2 separate regions of the Mus musculus genome follow, and region 1 is linked to region 2. The links are chromatin contacts, called in public Hi-C maps. All regions are on one chromosome and are shown on one strand. Each heading gives the region's core, a stretch centred on a gene start, on an enhancer-like site or on the middle of the called end of the contact. The rest is flanking DNA. Distances are from core to core; before and after follow the strand shown.

Region 1 (6,183 bases), core at 2,230-4,729, 300 kb before region 2:
AGTTTATAAGCTAGGGCTGACCCTTGACACACAGCTTAGCTTTTTCGCTCTCAAGAATGTTCTGGGGGCCCTGGTGCTAAGAGGCTTCTGTTGCCCACAGCAAGTGACCCATTAGCACTCCTTTCTTTTTTCACCCCCCTCTGTCTCCTTTGGTCAGTCCCTGCTTCTCCTTCCTGGCAAATGCTTGCACATAGATGACCTGTTGCTGAACTCTCCTGTCTTGACTGGTTCTAGGAACACCAAGCAAAGACAGCCTTACTCTTCATTAGACTATGCTGAGCTGATGCCCCATTTTGGATGAGCAACATGATGGGAGAGTGATGGAGAGGTCCCCTCTGTTGTTTCGTTGGCAAAGGTCTACTATCTACCATGGTTGGAAATAATCACAATGGAGATTAAATATCCAGGAAGTGCTAGTACTATCCAGAGCCAACCTTCACAGCACCAGAAGATCATACAAGTGCCAAGCCCTCTCCTCTCCCTGGAGCAGGACTGTATCTCCTCAGGGACAAAGGCCACACCTAAGGAAAGTCCCTAACAACACTGCATTTGGTTGAGACTCTGGAGAGCCTGCCAGGCTGTTCTGGAGACTGGGGTATGGCGTCCAGGTTCTCATCCAAGACACTCAGTCTTGAAGGAAGAACAGATAGTTTAAATGGGAAGTCTCAAAATTTCCCCTAATTGAATTCGACAGACCATTAAGTGGTTCTATACAGGATCTGTATGTTGTCACAGCACTCTGGTGATAGGGAGGCTCCAGGCCCTTGGCTTTTCAAGCAAATGCAATATCGTTTCTGAGCTGTTAGATTTTCTTTTCCTGTATATTTTTGGGTGTGGTTAATGTTGTTAGATCTATGCTCCTGCCTCAGGTCGGGGGGTTGGTGGGGAACAGAGGTGTGTATCTTTCTCTTCCTGCGTTTGCCCGTGCCCTGTGCCAGAGGTCATTTGATCGCGGAGCTTGTGCACTTGTTTTCTGAAAACAGTGGTGTCTCTGGATGCACACGCTTTTAAAAATGGAGGACAGCAGCCCTTTGAGTTTGTAGATGGAGCAGTTTGCCCTTTGCAGTGAGCTGTTTATAAAACACTGAGCACAAATGAACAGCCAGTCACAGACCTGCCAGCTGTGCAGGCAGGACCAGCCGCTTCCCATTGTACAGACAAAGTGGAGGCGGGGTTTGAGGAAACTCTTCAACTTCCTCAGGGGAGCTAGCAGCTACAGCTAGGAGGCTGACCCACAGCTTTCTTCAACCTTGCCTCCTGCATCGTGTGTGTGTGTGTGTGTGTGTGTGTGTGTGTGTGTGTGTGTGTGTGTGTGTGGTGTGTGGTGTGTGTGTGTGTGTGTGGTGTGTGGTGTGTGTGTGTGTGTTGTGTGGTGTGTGTGTGTGTGTGTGTGGTGTGTGTGTGTGTGTGTGTGTGTGTGTGGTGTGTGGTGTGTGTGTGTGTGTTGTGTGGTGTGTGTGTGTGTGTGTGTGGTGTGTGTGTGTGTGTGTGTGTGTGTGTGGTGTGTGTGTGTGTGTGTGTGTGTGTGTGTGTGTGTGTGGTGTGTGTGTGTGTGTGTGTGTGTGGTGTGTGTGTGTGTGTGTGTGTGTGTGTGTGTGTGTGGTGTGTGTGTGTGTGTGTGTGTGTGTGTGTGTGTGTGTTTGGATTTCAGGACTAGTATGTTAAGTCTCATCTCGGGTGCAGGGCGAGGAAGGAGTAAGGATGGAGATGCACTAGGAAGAAGAAAATTATTATTTCCAAAACATGATGCCCCATGTCAGGACCCAGCCAGGGCAAAAGGGGTGCAGCTGTGGCTGTGTGAGGGGGAACCCTAGCCTCACCGCTGCAGGTGAGAAGAGCCAGTCTCACCATTGGGATCTCGGGGAAGAAAAGATGGCCGCCAAGGGAAGAGCACTGGTGTCTTTCTAATTGTTTTCTTTTGGCACGGAGCCTAAGGTGTCGACAAAAAGTTGGACCCATAGAAATTGGCATTAGAATCTGGAGACACAGCCCATCTACAGTTAGCTTTGCCTTTGATGTCTTTGTTTGCATGATATTGTGCCCAGGTGACCAAAGCGTTGCTACTCAGTCGCGGAACCTGGTTAAGACTTCCTGGGTTCAAGTCCCAGCTCCACACTCAGCAGCCACTGGATCTTGAACCTGTTTTCTGATGCTCCGTCTTCACCTAGCAGGTGACAACACGTTAGCGTGAACACGCCGGATGCACCCCAGCCTGGCTTATGATGGCAGCGTCATAAATGTTAGCTCAGGGTGCTGTCTCCGAAGAGAATACCTGGCAAACTAAGTTTTCTTCTGCCTGCCCACTCCTTCCTCTGCCATCATTTGACAGGCACTGGTTCAACCTCTGCATAAACAGGCTTTGGGATTCCCCCCCCCCCCATCCTGTCTTAAAGGCATACATTAATTTTCATTTTCTTCGATCAGGTGGTCCTGTACCAAAACGCTGGGTGTGGCCATGCCACACATTTTGGATCTGACCACTAGGTGGTGATAGAACTTCATCAGCGGGTTCTAAGCCACGATGTAGGTAATTAAAAAAGGAAAGAAAGGAAAGGAAAGGAAAGGAAAGGAGAGGGGAGGGGAGGGGAGGGGAGGGGAGGGGAGGGGAGGGGAGGGGAGGGGAGGGGAGGGGAGGGGAGGGGAGGGGAGGGGAGGGGAGGGGAGGGAAGGGAAGGGAAGGGAAGGGAAGGGAAGGGAAGGGAAGGGAAGGAGTGGCCGAGGCTGTCCAGACAACTAGGGCGAACATGTTGCTTGTCACATACTACCAGACCCCAGGATGGCCTCAGATGAAGCCGGGACAGCGAAAGACAAGAGACAGGGCTGAGGCATGGAGCGTGGCAGAGGGCTTTGCTCGGGCAGCTGGAAGTCTGCGGGAAGCTGGAGATTCCAGTGGCTACAGGGCACCTGCTGTCTAGGGACCCTTAGGCAGGAATGTCTGCAGGGACTGCAGAAAGTGAGGGGCGGGACCGGTCCATTCCCTGGTGCCCTGGGGATTCCAAAGCCTATCACGGAGCTCAGGGTCTGTCTTATTCCTCACTTTGGTCCACCCACCCTTGTCCTATCGGAAAACGAAGTGCAAATGATTTCTGAAGTCTATGGCGAGGACCTAAGTGCCTCCCAGCCACCCGGAAATACCTCTTTGGTGCCCACTGTATGGGAACTTGACTTTGAGCCCAGGCTCTGCCAGTTGAAACCGAGTTTCTCCAGGTGAGGCTCCCATTTTAAGCTCCTTTATTCATTCACAGAGTGAGTTTTATGTGGGAGCAAACGAGCAAGCTGGGAAGGGTGGATGTCTGATCAGTGGGAAAATGGGGGACTGGTGAGGAAGAACGAGGGAAGGGAATAGGGGCCGGAGACAATGGTCCACAGTTTTATTCTTGCTTGTCCTTTTCTGGGTCCTCTCTATCACACTGAAGGAAGAGGGCACCTGGAACCACCAGGACTATGGCCATTCTGTCCACTAGAGGGCGGAGGCGTTCTTCAGTTTAGCTTGGTGTTGGCGCCGGCTTGGAAAAGTGTGAAGTTTGGGGAGTCTCAGGGTCCAAGGTCTGCAGACTATTTTCTATCATCCCCTTAAATCCCTTAACTCATTTCCTGCTCAAATGTGGCTGTCATTTCCTAGGACATTTTATGCCCAGATCCGGTCTCACCATTGCCAGAGGCAGCTCTGGGGAGGGTGGCTTTTGGCTGGAGCTTGGGGACTTGGGCTGCTGTGGGGAATGATAGGGGAATGATCGATAGTTACCCTCACACCTGAGTTGACTTTCCCAAGAGCCTGCCCCTCCCTATGGCCTTTGTTTGTAGAGCATGAACTCCCTGGACACGATAAGGCATCTTTAGCATGTTATTTATATTTTTTCTTTCAAATTAGATTTTTATTTAGTGTGTGTGTGTGTGTGCGTGCGTGCGTGTGTGTGTGTGTGTGTGTGTGTGTGTGTGTGTGTGTCCAGTGGGGTGGTGGGTAGGCATGGAGGTCAGGGACAGTGGGTCTCAGGGATGAGTCACAGGCTTGGCAGCAAATGGCTTTACCAGCAGAGCTGTGGTGTTGGCCTGTGTTCCTTCTTTAATCCCTCCAGGCCTAGCTTGATCCATCTCTCAGAGCTCAGCACCTCCACTCAGCCCGGGTGTTCCGGAACCAGGCTATGATAGGTAATGATGGCTCTCTCCAGCTTTCTGAGCCCGTTCCTTCTGCTAGGCTATTCTAGGCCAGGAAACTGGACTCAGCTTGGCCTTCAGTTGTCCTCTGCCGAGCTTTTTGGAGGAGTCAGGGACACCAGTGAGGGACAGTTGCAAGCCTGTTCAGAGGCTATTCAGCCACAGCTTTTCTGGCCTTTCCACAGGATCCTAAGGTCCATTCAGGGTCCTTGCAAGCATCGTCAGTGGTAGGTATAGACAGGTGTTATACACTGTAGAGACTGAGGTTGGAGGGGCTCTGGAGGACTGACTTTATATAGGCTGTCCTCTGCTCAGGGCTGTACCATGGTCTTGTGTGAGGCATCAGCTGGCAGACCTGCTTGTCAAAGCCACTGCAGCCAGACTGGATCTTCTTCCTGCAGTAGATGAAACTTCTGTCTACTGTGGTCAGGCACCCTGCTTCCTGCAGCAGCCCTGGGTCCCCAATACCCCTCTCTGGTTTGGTTTGGTAGTAGGTTAGTCTGAAATGTTAACATATTTGCTTTATAATGACACTGGCTGATGCTTTCCACTACAAGAACCTTGGAGATGAAACTTGCCCAGGACCTGAAGTCTTTGTGCAGTGCCACCATGGAACACCAGGAAGTAGGTACCAAGGTTGACATTGCTGGCACCTTTGAAGCTGAGGGCCTTTAGGGACACCCAGGGAGTTGCCTTGGTGGTTCCCACCAGTGCATATCTGCTCTTCCCAGGGAACAGCAACTAAAGCTATGAGGAAAGCCAGCAGCCAGGAGGCGATTTACCAGTATGATTTATATGAGAGGAGAATCAGAGAGGTTAAGATTCTTGCTCCAAGCCACACAGCAAGGAAGCAACAGAGGTAGACTTTTGTCTTATATATTGAAGAATTATGTCTGCAAATGGTACCCAAAGGGCTAGGAGTTTGCCATTCATTTTTCTAGCCAGCCAAACATATTTGCTGGACATAGTGCAGTCTAGAGGCTGGGGAGGGCACTCAAGGGGATGCCCAGGCTATGTGACAAATCCACACAGCTTCAGGTAACCCCACCTCTCAGGAAGTCTATAGCTAGTAGACCATGAATACGGTGACCTTATCAGCTGCTTGTCCTGGGAAGCAGGAAGCACTGTTCCTTGCTTCTGAGACAGTCTTGGAGAGAGTGGGAATGTTTCAGTCTGGAGTCTTCCTGGGCTGAGACTTTTTACTTCTTCCCTTAAAAAAAAAAAAAAAAAAAAAGATCCTGTTCATCATGGGAAGCTCCAAACAGGTATCAGAGTGGTAAGAGCAGTATCTTGTTGCCAGGTTCCTCAGTCCAGTCATGGGCGCCAACTATTGGCAAACCGAGCTCAGTTTCCTCCCAGCTATACCCTGCCTCTCTCCCACCTCTGGACGGTCTCCAAGATAATCTCCCATATCCTATCATTTCACCCATAAATATTTCAAGCTGTGGAGGATGATGGGACTTTTAAAGAAAGAACCAAGTCCCATGATCACTTCTAAAACATGTGCATTAATTCCAGCCAATGTTCAATGTTCAGTTACCTTCTCCCCTTTTAAAGAGTCCGTCCAAGTTAGGATACAGACAAAGATGTGGTTAGTCTTTGACTTTCTCCCGAGCTGTCAGTGCACCCTGTATTTTTGGTAACCTGGTGAGTGTGATCCTTGAGGCTTGAACACATTCTGGTTGGAGGTTTTGGAGTGTGGTATCTGGAAGCACAAATCAAAGGGCAGCCTGCTGAGTAGCATGTGTGTGTGGGTGTGTATGTGTGTGTGTGTGTGTTTGTGTGTGTGTGTGTGTGTTTGCATATATTTGTGTCTGAGAGTGATTCTCCACACCTTTGGTCACTTCCAAAAGCCTTTGCTCTGTGCTCTCTGGCTTCTCTTCTAGGCTTCTTGTCCAAGACAGGCAATCAATAACTCAAAAGTGTCTCCTGAGGTTCCTGGAAAACCTTAGGGCAACAGAAGCTGGTCTCACTCAGGAGGTAGAATTCTACTGTTCTCCCCCAACCCCATAGACAAAACAGCATTCC
Region 2 (5,622 bases), core at 1,094-3,593:
GACTTTGAAACTCATTTAGACATCAACTTTTTTCTTTTAATAAAACCAGAGTATGACTACCTATTTTTTCTTGTGCCTATTTAACTACATCCTTCCTTTTGTGTGACAAAAGAAGATCTATCATTTTACAAAAGAGCACAGATTTGAGAGTCAGATAGGGCTGAATTGGAGGCTAGCCTTGGCCCCTAATGATGCTTATGGCCTTTCAGTGAACACCTCCACTTTCCTCCACATAAATGGCTATATTAGCTGGGCTCAAATAGCAATGCAATGTATGTATAGAATCTATCCCTGCACCCTGCACGGGCCTATGCAAAATCTCTAATTTATGGGCACCACACACCAAAAATGTGATCAATGAGTTAAAAATGACTGTAAAGGTCTTACATATAGCAACTTGTTGGCTCCATATACCCAGTTCAGTTTACACAACTGAGTACAAGAAGAGCTCAGAATGTTCTTTCCCCAGTGTTCTTTCTATTTTAGATTCCAGTGTGCACCTAGCTTAGTGTTCGTGGTTAATTCATCCTCCGTATCCAGCAGAGCTATTTCACTGCTCAATTTATCCACCTTTATGTGAGTATGCGATGCTATTGTTACTGATTTATTTTTGCATATTCTTCATTATTAGAAGTCTACTCAGATCATTTATAGATAAAGATGAGAAAAACGAGTAAGTAGTGTTTCCCCTTGGGTCTCTGTGATGCCTATGGGATCCTACCCTCCTGCCTGCATCCCCTCTGAACTGATCACCCATGATGATTTAGAACAATCTCATTTAGCTTTGTCTGGGAAATAGTTCTGTTTGTTTGTTTGTTTGTTTGTTTGTTTTTTGTTTTGCTGCATTCATGTTGTTGATACCAGAGACGTGTCACCGTGTCAATAATGTTTAAACATCAAATTCTCTCCCTCCCCACAGGCAACTGGGACCATGTATGAATGGAATTTAAGGCTGTAGAAAGAATTCTTTGTTTTCATCAAGGTCTTTTTTGTTGAGTCTTCTTGAGTACATTCAGTTTTATTCAGGTTGAGGTCCTGATTGGGTTCTGACAAATTTTATGAGAGGAGAAATGATGTGATTTATTGGCAGGCCTGGTCATGAAGCCGTCCTTCCAGGACATTGATACCACGAGTCTACTCAATGTGTTAGTGTGTGCATGGGTTTCCTGGCCATCTACTGAAGCATGGGGCTTTCTCAGGGACTGCATCCAGAAACTGAGCCCGTTTCCCGAGCAGTCATCTGTTGCTCATTAGCTCCTTGGCTACTAGGAAGAAAACCATATTTTTAAATGAAAAAAAGATGTAATATGAAATGAAATTATGACATGGAAGAGAACTGAACGACCAAGTTACCACATGGGAGAAAAACCATCACCCAGGATAATCTGACTCTGATTAAGAGAATAAGAAATGAAAGCAAGTGAATGTTTGAGCATGCAGGGCGTGTTTGTTACTGTCATGTAACTGACCTGGTGTCAAACAAAACACTTCTCCATTTAACTCACGAGACTTTCCTGGAAATAAAGACGACTCTGCTTATGTTAATATTTCCTTTTTTTTTAAGTAGATATTTTCTTCGTTTACAATTCAAATGCTATCCCGAAAGTCCCTTATACCCTCCCCTCACCCTGCTTCCCAGCCCACCCACTCCTGCTTCTTGGCCCTGGCATTCCCCTGTACTGGGGCATATAATCTTTGCAAGACCAAGGGCCTCTCCTCCCACTAATGGCCTACTAGGCCATCCTCTGCTACATATGCAACTAGAGACACAAACTCTGGGGGTACTGGTTAGTTCATATTGTTGTTCCTCCTATAGGGTTGCAGATCCCTTTAGCTCCTTGGGTACTTTCTTTAGCTCCTTCATCGGGGGCCCTGTGTTCCATCCAATAGATGACTGTGAGCATCCACTTCTGTATTAGCCAGGAACAGGCATCAAAGCAATGTGTGAATGTAACGCATTATTTGTGGGAATGCTTATAAGTCTAAAAATCTAAAAGAGACCAGATTCTGGCATGAGTCACAGGCTGGCCTCTCTCTTATCTGCAGCGCCGTCATTTGTAAAATTGTACTCTACTCCTTGTCATGACTTCCTCTCGAGGTTACTGAAAGTTGCAAATGAAATCATGGATGTGTAAGAAGTTCGAAACTGTGAAGTTATGCCAAGGAGAAGAGACTGTAATTACTAGAGAGGCTCTAATCTCCCTTGGGAATACCCTTTCCACACATCAGGGGATGCCATGCTGTGGTCCCCTTGTGTTAACTCTTCCTGAGAATGTAAGCTCAGCAGAGCATGAGCTCAAGCTGCCTGGATGCAATGCGGAATGCTTGGCAGGCATTTTCTGCCCAGAGCAGCTGCTGGGAGCCAAAAATAAAGGTGCCTGTGAGTCTCAGCACAGAATGACTCGGGCAGGGTGGGGGGAGAAGCAAAGTTTTCCTCCCTCCTGATGACAAAGGTAAATGACTAGGAAGAGGTGAAAGGTCGGGCTTCACTCTGCTCCCTCACAGAATCTGAAGAGCCAGGGCACAGCTGCTAGTAACATACCCAATTCTTGTGATAAGTGTCAATAGGAACTGGTAGGCTTATCATTCTGATCCACTCCATATGAGGACTCGGAAACTCCCTGGGTAAATCCATTTTCTTTTTAACTCTTTCCTTTATTTCTTATCAAACATCAACTAACAGATAATCTCATGGCACAGGCTACAACAAAAGTTAATGCTGAGCTACGTAGTCTCCCTCCCCCTGCCCTGTGTATGTGTGTACAAACACATATACATGCATGTGTTGGTGTGTGAATGAGGAAGCTGACACGCAGCTTTAATAGCACAATGGAAACATAGCAAGCAGTTCACAGAGAACTGAGGACCAAAGTTCCCTAAGCCTGCTTCCTGTATGGAGGAGGCTCTTTTCCTTGGAGGCCAGGATTTATGAACCACATGTGCATATTCATTGTTCTTACTACACAACAGGCATTCTCCTAAGCACATCTTGAGTATTCGCTTATTAGTTATTAAACCTCATGACATAAATGTGATTGTCACCCTTCTTTTACAAAGGAGGAAATTGGGGTACACACATATAAAGCTCTGGGATACAAAGACAAATGGTAAAGCCAGGATTCAAACCTAGGCATCAGCTTCAACTATGCAGGCTCTAAATACTGAAGTCTGCTCCCTTGGAGGAAAAGGCATAGAATATAACATATGTGGTGACCTTTGCAGGTCCCCAAGGTCACTTATATCCTGGACAGAAAAGAGTTGGCCAATTAAACACACACACACACACACACACACACACACACACACACACACACACACCACACTTCTTGAACATTGTATTGTGTAGAGATATATATAACCATGTTGTGATTGTGACTTACAGAAATACAATGTAAATCCCACTAGCTAATTCTGCTCCTGGAAACTGCCTCCTTTGATGGGGCCTCAAACAGCCATTGAAGTAGGTACAGCAGAGACCCCAGGGCTCATAACATGAGAAGGTAGCCCCGAGTGAACTCATTATCCATCACCTGACTGTAAAATAATAAACAAGAAGGAAACCCTCGGGATGTGTGCTTTTAGTTTGGGGTGCTAAGGCTCATTAGCATATTTTCATAAATATTCATATTTTCAGCATACATTCATTGCTCATCACAGTGCTTCTATGCACCTCATTAATTATCAGTTGCCTTTAGGCATCTACTTGAAGACCATCAAGTACTGTGTAATCAAGTGGAGCTGAGAAATTACTTTTGTGAGGAGTGTGGAAAAAGGAAAGTGTGAGATTAGCAATAAGAATGTGTTTCCCACCTTTCCTGCTCACTGGCCCCTCATTTGAAAATGCAGCAAGCATCAAACTGCAGCTAAGTCTCATGGAGACCGACCACTCCCTAGGCTCTTTGCTTCCACCTTCCAAATGGGGAGTTTTCTACCATCTTCTGCTTTTACTAAGTCAGAAGTGTAGCCCACAGACCACTCCTTTCTGGTTGAATTGGGGATGCCTTATTGAAAACCAGGCACCTCCGCTTCAGCACAGGCCACTGAGTTATAATTTGTGCAGGAGAAGCCCTGATAAACTGGCTGCATGGACCAGTTTACACTCATCAACTCAGAGTCCTTCTCATTCTCAAAAATAGTATGGCTATGCGTGTGTGTGTGTGTGTGTGTTTCTGTTTGTATATGTGTTAATATATGTATAACAATACACAACACACACATACACACACACTTATGCACACACATATATATGGATATATATATATATGTGTGTGTGTGTGTGTGTGTGTGTGTGTGTGTATACACACACACAGATACATACATATACATGCATCTTTGGGGAGTAGTATGCTTGGTTGTGTAGGTATACATGGAAACCAGAGGCTGACTTTGGGCTGTGTTCCTAAGTGGTTTCCCCACCTTGGATTTTGAGCCTTGGTCTCTCTGCATATTGCAGTTCCAAGTCAACTGGCTGGCCACTGAGGGTCCAGGAACTACCTGTCTCTGAACTCTCAAGTTAGGGTTCTGGGCATGTGCTCTCATACCTGGATTTTCTACATGTTTGCTGGGGATCCAGACTCACTTTACCCAATGAGTCATCTCCCCTCTCGTGTAGTATGGTTTTAATAATGGACAAAGGGAAGTGTGCTCTGTGGGTGGGATTTTATCACATGCCTCTGTTGATTCTTACATGTGTTAACATTTGAAAACAAATGATATTACAATTATAGATGGATTGGATGAAGGAAGACTTGGTGATAATGAATTTGATAAGGACACAAAGCACTATTAGCTGCTATTTATCAAAATAATTCTTACAAATATCAGAAGAATATCTGCAAAGGAAAACTTGCAAAACATGTTTCTTCAACTAGTATTATTCGGTCAACTTCCATGAAATCTTGCAAACAATCACAAAGGAGGAGGAAGACAGGTGGGCCTGCATATAATGCCCTGAGTTATTTCAGGACAGTGCCCACCGAGAGGTTGCCATTGTACTGGCTGGATTTGTGTGTCAACTTGACACAGGCTGGAGTTATCACAGAGAAAGGAGCTTCAATTGGGAAAGTGCTTCCATGAGATCCAGCTGTGAGGCATTTTCTCAATTAGTGATCAAGGCGGGAGGGGTCCTTGTGGGTGGTTCCATCTCTGGGCTGGTAGACCTGGGTTCTATAAGAGAGCAGGCTGAGCAAGCCAAGGGAAGCAAGCCAGTAAGTAACATCCCTCTATGGCCTCTGCATCAGCTCCTGCTCCCTGCCCTGCTTGAGTTCCAGTCCTGACTTCCTTTGCTGATCAACAGCAATGTGGAAGTATAAGCTTAATAAACCCCTTCCTCCCCAACTTGCTTCTTGGTCATGATGTTTGTGCAGGAATAGAAACCCTGACCAAGACAGCCATCAATGGCCCTCCTAGCACTGTCTACAGTGCTCAGAGTTGGAAACAGAAAACAGAACCTGACAGCCTCTGGACCACAGCCTCCCACAGGTATGCTCTCTTCTGGGCAGCGATATCTATATTTTGTGTTACTGGCAGACTTTTAAAAGCTAAGGGATTTCATGATTAAAGTCAAAAGTGATATTTCTGTCTTCTCTTAAAAACTCAGAGGGATGAACAGGAAAGGATTTG

The links. A called contact is a pair of places that touch in the nucleus more often than the background predicts.
Region 1: a Hi-C map of cortical neurons shows a contact between it and region 2, with 3 times the contacts expected there. The contact joins two enhancer-like sites. A contact is called at or near these places in 1 of 15 datasets of contacts at CTCF or cohesin (the NIH/3T3 cell line) and 5 of 484 Hi-C or Micro-C datasets (the C2C12 cell line, cerebral cortex, cortical neurons and 1 more).

Annotation. Positions count from the first base shown.
Region 1 is chr19:55,058,422-55,064,604 of GRCm38.p6, reverse strand. No RefSeq gene overlaps it. Among named protein-coding and RNA genes, the nearest start is that of Gpam, 38 kb to the left of the region's middle. Within about 2 kb of position 3,479, at least 37 of the 459 cell types and tissues checked have an H3K27ac peak or open chromatin away from gene starts, as enhancers often do. A contact at or near this core is called in cortical neurons, where this site is marked.
Region 2 is chr19:54,753,557-54,759,178 of GRCm38.p6, reverse strand. It overlaps Gm41867 (a long non-coding RNA gene), which reads left to right. Exons shown (of 3, transcript XR_877928.2): 3 at 487-576. Among named protein-coding and RNA genes, the nearest start is that of Gm41867, 4.6 kb to the left of the region's middle. Within about 2 kb of position 2,343, at least 20 of the 459 cell types and tissues checked have an H3K27ac peak or open chromatin away from gene starts, as enhancers often do. A contact at or near this core is called in cortical neurons, where this site is marked.